Linked DNA regions of Rattus norvegicus: region 2 is linked to region 1. A link is a contact called in public Hi-C data. All regions are on one chromosome and are shown on one strand. The core of a region is the stretch at or near the end of the contact, and the rest is flanking DNA. Distances in the headings are between cores, read along the strand shown. Region 1 overlaps Nek5 (NIMA-related kinase 5). Region 2 overlaps Atp7b (ATPase copper transporting beta).

Region 1 (4,658 bases), core at 835-3,334:
ATGGAAACTTATCACAGTTCACACAGCAAAATATGACCCTCAACATGCGACAAAAAGGTAATAATGCTTATACACACACACACACACACACACAATGAGGAATATGATGTCCATGGTTCTAGCATTCTGTGGACTGTTATAAAACATAATAAAATATAAAAAACTGAAAAGATTGCACCTCACACCAGTTGAATGGCTAAGATCAAAAACTCAGGTGACAGCAGATGCTGGTGAGGATATGGAGACAGGAACACTCCTCCATTGTTGGTGGGACTGCAAGCTGGTACAACCATTCTGGAAATCAATCTGGTGGATCCTCAGAAATTTGGAAATAGCACTACCTGAGGACCCTGTTATACTACTATTGGGCATAAAACCAAAAGACGCTCCAACATATAACAAGGACACATGCTCCACTCTGTCCATAGCAGCCTTATTTATAATAGCCAGAAGCTGGAAAGAACCCAGATGTCCCTCAGCTGAAGAATGGATACAGAAAATGTGGTACATCCAACGATGGAGTACTACTCAGCTATCAAAAACAATGACTTCATGAAGTTTATCTTTATTTTTGCTAATGCAGTATCGTTTTCCAGATGGCCAAGTTATTGTGATGGATGGTAGCCAAGAAAACAGGAAGCAGTGGTGGCAGGATGTGCCAGGAACCCCTCCTGCTTTGGCAATAGAACGTGCCTGCAGTGGCTCATTGTCTGCCGGTAAAGGAGAAACTGGTATGCGCTTTATTTTTAACAGAGTTACTGGTTCCCCAGGGAATTATGTTACCGATTTACGGATGCAGAAAGGCACCAGTAGTACCTTCGGGTTGGAGAGAGAACTGGGAACACACCTTGCTTGTCTGATTTGCTCTAACCAAGCTGGTTCCAAGTGAACTAATGAAAGGAATGCACTTCCGAGGACTGAGGCATAATTTTGTGTAGTGTTTCAAGCTGACAACTCTCGGAAAGCACTGGCACTCTGGGGAGACAGTCTAGCATTGCTCAGTTTGATAGCTACTCAGAGAACTCATTTTCCTACGGACAATAGGAATGAATGCAAACCAATATGATTCATTTTGTTTTCATTTTGTTTTAAAAAGACTGTGTGTCACTGTGTAGCTCTGATGACCCGAGACTCTTTGCTATGTATGCCTGGCTGACTGTGAACTCCTAGAGGTCTGCCTGCCTCTGCCTCCTGAGTAGTCTCCATTTTAAAAGCAATATGCATCCACTTTTCTGTCAGTATCTCTCTGTGTTGTCCAAGGAAACCTTAAGCTTATAGGCACAAGTGGCCCTCCTGCCTCTTGATGACAGCCACATACCATCGCACATGGCTACATTCTGTATTATATCTTATGTGTTATATGATACAATATATCTCTATTCATTATATACACATACACACATATATTATATCTTGGTCTGTCTATGTCTGTCTGTCTATCTATCTATCTATCTATCTATCTATCTATCTATCTATCTATTCTCTGTCTGTGTGTCTATCATCTATCATTCTGTTTATCTATATCTATCTATCTATCTATCTATCTATCTATCTATCTATCTAACAGTCTATCTATATTATACACACACTGTTCCCCTGCCTCCTGAGTGCTGGAATGTAGGGAATGCACTCCCACACCTGGTTAATCTATATTATATTTTCGTTAACAATTTTTCTTACCGATCCTAAGTGGTTACTGTATAATTGATTTTATCTTTGTTGGATTCATTACTAAGTGATTTATTTTCCACTGAATCAAAATATAATTTTCTATGTTATTGTTTAACATACTCCCAATGGTGTTTATATCTATGTTATTGTTTAACTTTCTCCCCCTAGGGTGTTGACACTAAATTCACTCCGGAGAAACCAAGCATAGGTCAGGCACAGGGCTGTACACCTATGGCCCTATCACGTCTGTAGTAGAGGCTGGAAGAATTTGAGTTCTGGACAGCCTGGGTGCTAGAAATGAATTTGAGGGGTCCAAGAAAATGACCACAGAATTCAAAATACTTCAGCAAGGCAAAAACGAGCTGCTTCTGAGGAATGGTGGATGGTCCTGTCAATCAAGCAGGCAAGCACACACAGCTGGGGCCCTGTTGGATTCTCATTCTGAACACAAAGGGGTTAAAGAAACAGGCAACTCTAGCTGTTCTAATACCTAGAAAATAGATTTAAAACCAAAACTAATATTAATATATATATTTCCTTAAAGGAGAAAAATTCCAGAGGATATTACAATCTTAAACACGTGTTTACCAGAGAGACAACAGTTTCATACAAAAGAGAATGCTATTAGGTCTAAAGTCTCAGATTGACCCAACACAGTGAGATTGAGAAACCTTGGCATACTATGCTTACCAATCCAGGCAAAAAGCTAAACAGAGTAATGCCGGGGCTAAATGACATCATAAACCAAACAGATCTAACAGACATCAGAAGGACACTCCACCCCCACCCTAAAGAACACATTCTGTTTATTTTCAGTAACCCACAAAACGGTCTGCAAAGTCAGCCACATAGGCAACACAAGGCAGGTCTCCACAAATTTGCAAAAGAAAATCAAATAACGCCCTTCACGTTGTCTGACCACAATGGAGTAAGGCTGGAGGTCAACAGCAATCGAAATGACAGAAAGTTACACAAACTCATGCAAATAGAACGACACACTACTGAGCAGAAAGAAGCCGGGTCACTGGAGAAATCAGAAGGAAGCTTAACAAGTCCTGGGACTGAAGGAAGACGGAACCATGACACACCCACACCGGTGGGACACAGTGCAAGCATTAGTAAGAGTAAAGGTTATAGCCCCAGGCGCCTACAGAAGATACTGGGAAGACTGCCTGCAGCTGAGGGGCCTGGAAAAGAAAGAGCAAACCACACTATAAAAAGAGTAGGTGGGAAAAGAAAATAATGGGGCTGAAACTAGCGAGACAGAGGAAACAGCAACAAAGTATACGAAACTATCCTTCGCCTCTGAAACCCGGTGAGCTGGGGCTCCACAGTCCAAGCTGCTCTCAGCGCTACTGTCTTCAGAGCGCCCACTAGGAGGGCCTGTTAAGCCCCACTTACAACATTCAAGCACTTTCCTAGTCCAAAGTTCCAAAGTTTTTCAAATTCCTCCAAGACACAGCATGGTAGGGCCTGTCACCGCAGTAGCCCACTCCTTGATACCAAACTTGTGTCTTAGTTACTTTTCTATTGTTATACTTATACAGTTTTATAACGGAAAAGAGCGAGGCAAAAAGAAATACAAAATGTACAGTGTGAAGCAGAAGAGAGCACCTGGAGATTTAATGTTGTAGCCATGGCTTGTGCCAAAAGAGGATTCTAAAGCGGAACGAAAGGAGTGGTATTCTTGGGCTGGGACCCTCCCCGGCCAATCGTGTGACTTGTGAAAAGAAAAGGCCTAAGGAATTTTCTGCTCCTGAAAAGAAACAACAAAAGTGTATGGGAATCTAATTCAATTAGGGGGGCCATACGGACCCAGGCAGGCAGCTGACCTTGATATTTTGTCACAACGATAGAAAAGTAACTAAGACACCAGAGTAGGTCTTAAACAGCCCAGGCTGGCTTCAAACCCATTTATCCTCCTGCCTCTGCTTCCCCAGTGCTGTGATTCCTGGCAGACATCACCATGCCCAGATGGGGAATCTCTGAAATAAGAATGAATACAAAGACACAGGACAGCTGTGAAGGTTTGCTGTGCGGGCCGCCTCAGGCCTTCCAGGAAGCACAGGTGTACAGTGGGTTTACAGAGACGGAGAACGCTAGGGACCGCTCCGTTGTGGCGAGTCTTAAGTTTCAGTGTCACACTTTTCTTAACACTTCTGTGTCTGTTCCTTATTGGGATGCTCCCTTTTTGGTGTCTTCCTGTGTTGCCTAAGTTTTCAGTCCAGCACCAAATAACTGGATATCGAATTAACTGCTTTTCTCATCTCAAATACTAAGTATTCAGTAAGAAGCAACTTAAGGGCAGACGACTTCTTTCAGCTCGTGATCTGAGGAACAGGAAGGCATGGCGGCTGGAGCATGTGGCAGCTGCTTGCACACATCTCAGCGTACCAGGAAAACAGAGAGGGGACAGGAAGCAGGGCTGGACTATAAACCTCAAAGCTCTTTGCACAGCAACCCACCTTGCTCCATTCAGGAACCACCTCCCAGTGGTTCCGCAGCCTCGCCGTGTAGTACCGCTTGGGGCCCGAGTATTCAAATACATGACCCTGTGGGAGACATTACACAAAGCACAACATCTACATCTGTGGCCGTCGTGAGTGGCATTCACTGTAGGATTGTGGGTAGATGTTGCTCCTCAAGCACACAGATCATTCTCCCTTCATCTCTATTGTTTCTTTCAGTAATGATGATAAATCCACAGCTTCCTAAAGAAGATGAGGAAGAGGGAGAAATAGCTGCGGGCATCACAGTGGGTGATGAACGACTGCAACGGGGTTCGGATGGGGATGTTACGTGAGTACGTCGTGTACAAGTGGGAGAGAAGGTGGCCCATAGAGACCTAAGCCCGTGGAGACCTAGCTAAGGAAACCCAGCTTTACATGATGCATGGATTTGTTGGGGCTCTGCCCCCCCCCCCCCCCGCTTCCCTTCTCTGTTGTGTGCATATGTGTGCAGAGACTCACGCGTGCCTAGGCGTAGCA
Region 2 (4,871 bases), core at 1,755-4,254, 46 kb after region 1:
AGAACCCCGGAAAGGAGGTCCCAGGTCAGTGCAGTAGAGCACAGAGTGAGAGGCTCTGGAGACTGAGGCTAAGTTTGCACCTAGAGTGGCTCCAGCCCTCCTAGGGGCAGAGGGGTGGAGGAGAGAGATTGGCGTATGTTGAAGACCCATTGTACTTTGTTATTGATCACAGAAACAGTTTTATTTAAAGATCCTATATTTCGCTATCGTCTCAGAATGCTCCGAGATGCTTTCCTATTGACCGTTTCTTAGCAGTTCATTTAGACTATGGGGCCCCTGGGTTGAGTCTCCGGGATCCCCCTCCCCCCATTATTTTTAATTGCTTTTTACTTTTGATGAATTTGTAGACAGTTCCAAGAAACTCCGAGTTTCTTCCTGGGTGACTTGTGCGAAATCTAGCCGATGGTGCAGCTCACTGGGGAGCTTGCCCGAGTGCCTTTGTGTTTGTAACGCGCCCGGACTCTGCTTTATGAGGGCTTGCATGGTGTCTCTTTTCTGCCTCTGAGCCAAGGATCTGGTTCTGCCTGTGTACTGTGTGCCTTAGAGTTACGGAATTTCCCAGGCTGTTTCAGATAACAGCATGGAACCCGGTCTCTGCTCCTGACCCCACTGAGTGTTGCTCATGGGTATTCTGGGACAGTGTGGAGTGGCACTTGGAGAGAGTACCACTGTCTCAGAAATTTTACTTTGTAAATTTGCTTTGCTGATGTTAAATACACAGTACACATGCACACACAAACACACAGTGAAGAGAGACGGAGACAGAGAGAGAGAATGCTTGCTAACTTTATTAATTTTACTCACTTGGGCTGGGGAGATGGCTTAATGTGTAAAGTCCTTGTTGTGCAGGCTTCAGGTCCTAAGCTTGGATCCTCAGTACTCACATAAGACTGGACACAGGTATCCACTGTAACCCCAGCACTTGGGGTGAAGATGGACAATTCCTGGGGGCTCTCCGACAGCTAGCTGAAAGACAAGGCCCAGGTTCAGTGAGAGACTGAGGTAAACAGCAATGGAGAGTGAGCCTTGAAGTTCAGTGACCTCTTCAAGCACACGCACAGGGAAGCATGCTGTATACACATATGTGCACACAAAACGCCATGCAGCGCGCGCGCATACACCCACACACAAAGTAACATTTATTTTTTAAATTAAAAATTTTAAGTTTCAAAGTATATAATTAATATTATTTTAGAATACTTAGAGATAATCTCAAAACGTATGTGCTAACGTATAGGCATATATTCCTGTATGCTCGCGGTGGTTCAACATAGAGCCATCAATCCTTCCACATTGGGAATATCAGAGATTAACACTTATCCGTCTGGATGCCTGGGATGATTTGGGTGAGATCTGCTTCTTCCTTCCATTTTCCCCCACACCTCCCCATCCTTCCTTCTCCCCCTCCACACCACCCAGTGCTAAGCCCTGCCCCTGGCCCTGTGTGCGATGCTTTGAGTGTGGCGATCACTGTCATCTTCCTGCCTCTTGAATCCGATGTCCGGAGAATTCTGAGGTGAGGCCGGGCAGAGTAGCATCCATCACATTCTCGGAGTGGCTGCGGCTCTGGGCTACACCTGCTTCCAACAGCAGAACAGTAACAGTAAGAGCGTCTATTAGAAGCCGGGAAACTCTCTTTCTCAAGCTGATGGAGGCTCTGCAGAAAAAGCCTCAAATATTCTCAGGAGTGAGATGAAGCAAAGACTCCTTCCAGGCCTTTCCCTGGCCACAGTTTCAACCCCAGCCTACTAACCCCAGGATCGTTTTTCAGACCTTGTAGTGTAGGCTGAGTTGATTTTAAATATAAAACTCAGTAGGAGAGTTCCTTTTTACTCTCTCTGTAAATACAGTGCTAAAGAATGGAGGTAAGAACACACACACACACACCCACACCCACCCCACTTGTCCACACTGAAAGCAATCCAAACGCCGTGTAACTGTTGACAGATTGTTCTGGCTGCGGTGTGGCTCTGGTAGAACGCTCGCTCACATAGCAGGCCCTCGGTCCATTTAGTACTGCAACAGAGAAATAAAGGAGACTCTCGACGGCCATTTCATAACTGTCCTCGGAACAGCTTTGTCTCATAAGTGCCTGTTGTTGAAAACCTGCCCGCCTAGAAGGGGCCGAGTGCTGAGTATTGCCTGTCACTGATAAATTGCTTCTAACACTTCCGCAAACCCTTCTGCCAGGAACATGCAGAATCAGCCGTGAGGAGACTGAGAGCTGGCGCTGTGGTCTGGCTTTGGGATATCACAGGCAGAGCTCGGAGCATCTCCCGGAGGCTGGGTAGTAGGGAAAATCTGTAGAGCTTTCTCTTCCCAGCACATGTGGCGGTCGATGGGTTGTGTTTTGCTGCAAGGAGGCAGCGTCAATGTTCTGTGACGCTGCATTCAAGTAAATGTTCTCCAGTCCACCCTTAGTTTTTTCTTCTGTCATTGATGTCTTTTGCCTTGAATTGGTGCCAATCATGGCTGGCCACGGTCAAGCTGACATCCCAGGCCTCCGTTGCGTTCACACTGTTTTAACTTTTAAATCAGTTAGCATTTAGAATGGTAACACACGTGCATGGCATCTAGTGAAAAATGGCTTCCTTGTCCCTGTGCAGTCTGGTTCCTCAGCCTCCCATCCTCTTCACACCACGTTGGTTCCTTAGGCATTTCCCTAAGGATAACCTGCTTGCCTAACAGCCTCCTGCCTCACATGGCTATTCAAGCCCTGTGTTAATTCCCTTCCATCCCAACTGTCCGGCATTGTGCCGGACACAGACTGCCGGGGATATAATAGCATGTACACATTGAGACTCATTTGCAGGGAACGCTTGCCAGGGCGACACCCGGATCCACTACCCAGCCACAAGGAAAAACTAATAACGTGGACAGCTGGGCAGTTCTGCCAACTTCAGCCGCCCTTCCAGCTGGCAGCGAGGCTCAGGTTAGCAGGCACGTGAAGAAGGGACTGCCACTCTGCAGCTCCAGTCTGTTCAGGCGGATGAGCGGTCACCGCTGACTCTCATCCAAGGCGAGAAGCCGAGCTGTCATCACAAGCTGTCAGGTCGTGCAGCAATAGAGCACCTAGACATGAAACACTACACGTTCTGCACCTTGTTCTTCTCAGTGAACAGTACATTCCAGTCTGTTTCAGTATGTGCAGTGCGGCCTCATTCATGTTCAGAGCTGCATAGTACTCCACCGCGTGGCTGTATAGTAACTCACCCTACCACACTCTTGTTTCTGCTTTTGCAGAATCTAACATTGTTACTCTAGACACTTCATTTCACACTGAACATTTCTTGGATAAATTCTCAGGAGTCCAGTTGCCGAGTCAAACCTTTGTGAATTTGCTATTTTAATAGATATCCCTGGATTGCCCTCCAAAGAGGTTCCATTCCCTTGAAGGGTACCAGAGAGACCCATTCTTTTCTTTAAAAAATGCCTTTAACCTCCATTTATACTTTATGCATATGGGTATTTCAGCTGCCTGCCTGAATGTCTTGTGTATCCATGCGTGTGGCTTGCAGTGCCTACATATGTCAGTAGAGGGCACTAGAACCTCAGTAACCCCAACTAGTGATGGGACGGTTGTCAATGCTGAGAATCGAACCCTGGTCTCCTGGAAGAGCAGCCAGTGCTCCTAGCTGCCAAACCATCTCTCCAGCCCCTCATGCTTTTCTTTTGAGATGGGGTCATGCTGTGTCATCCAGGCTGGAATCGAACTTGTGACCCTCCCACTGGAGCTCCCCAGTCACTGCCATGACAGGCTCACCCCACTGCAATTGACCTAGCATTTCCTTTTTGATAACTTATGTTCCCTTTTCGGGTACAAACTGTCTTCTTTTTCCTGTTGAATTGTTGACATTTGTCTTCTTCGAGGGTATTTTACGGATCAGTGAACCAGGTTTTGGTGGGTACCGTGTAAAGCAGGGTTATTTATTTATTTACACATTATTATTTTCTGTTTTACCCTTCTCACCTCAGCACACCGCCACAGCTTTTCTCACAGGCATGCACAGGACATGGACATTCTGCCTGTGGGCCCCGGGAGTAAGTGTTGGCAGCCTGTACCCAAAGGTGATGAGAACTGATGACTATTCCCGAAAAATCAGACTTCTAATTAAGATGTGCAGAGTTAAGACGTTGCCTGTTCTGGGTTTTGCATCTCAGCAGACCCTCCAAAGTTTGAAATGGAAGGGCTGATGGCTTCTTCAGGGTTCAGCAACAGAGGGCAGGTGTGTGTTTGGGGATCACACTTGCACTACAGGGAGACAGAAAATGGCACCACGCTCTCCTCTCCTTCAAAAAGCATTCACATCCTCCACATCCATTGGACATTAGGGTGACAACAGACAGGTTCAAGATCATAGAATGTCAGAGCAGAAGGCAACCTTCATGACCCTGGTCATCAGTGTGTGTGTGTGTGTGTGTGTGTGTGTGTGTGTGTATCAGAATGTCCTTATAGGAGTTGGTTCTCTTCTTCCACTCCATGGGTACTAGGGACAGGGCTCAGGCAGCCATGGTTGGCAACAGGCACCTTTACCTGCTGAGCTGCCTGGCGACTTGAGCCCAATAATTTCATAAATGTCGTCTTCAGTTTTCTCCTTTTGCACCTTGAGATGTTCTGATACCAGTGGCGTAGCTCTCCGTTTTCTCAGCTTAGGCTGGGGTGATGGAGAAAATACTGAATGGTGAGCCGCCTTGTGTGTCCCGCGTGGGAGAGGATGCATCCAGTCCTGCAGTGGCCTCTGTGCCATGGTGGGCGATACCCGGGGGGGATGGGTGGAGAGCCTGTGTGATGTGGGGGGTGATATTGGGGTGTAAAATGAGTAAATGAATGAACAAAAGAGAAAAGCCTTTGGGTTTTTAGAATTATTTTT

The links. Hi-C and Micro-C count contacts between places; a contact is called where the count stands out from the background.
Region 2: a contact with region 1 is called in a Hi-C map of liver, with 2.4 times the contacts expected there. The contact joins two enhancer-like sites. A contact is called at or near these places in 4 of 12 Hi-C or Micro-C datasets (hepatocytes, kidney and liver).

Annotation. Positions count from the first base shown.
Region 1 is chr16:76,631,532-76,636,189 of GRCr8, forward strand. Nek5 (NIMA-related kinase 5) reads left to right here. Exons shown (of 20, transcript XM_039095243.2): 18 at 597-731; 19 at 4,359-4,470. Among named protein-coding and RNA genes, the nearest start is that of Alg11, 20 kb to the right of the region's middle. Within about 2 kb of position 2,085, at least 3 of the 93 cell types and tissues checked have an H3K27ac peak or open chromatin away from gene starts, as enhancers often do. A contact at or near this core is called in hepatocytes and liver, where this site is marked.
Region 2 is chr16:76,676,602-76,681,472 of GRCr8, forward strand. The region is part of intron 1 of Atp7b (ATPase copper transporting beta); the gene reads left to right. Among named protein-coding and RNA genes, the nearest start is that of Atp7b, 24 kb to the left of the region's middle. Within about 2 kb of position 3,005, at least 4 of the 93 cell types and tissues checked have an H3K27ac peak or open chromatin away from gene starts, as enhancers often do. A contact at or near this core is called in hepatocytes and liver, where this site is marked.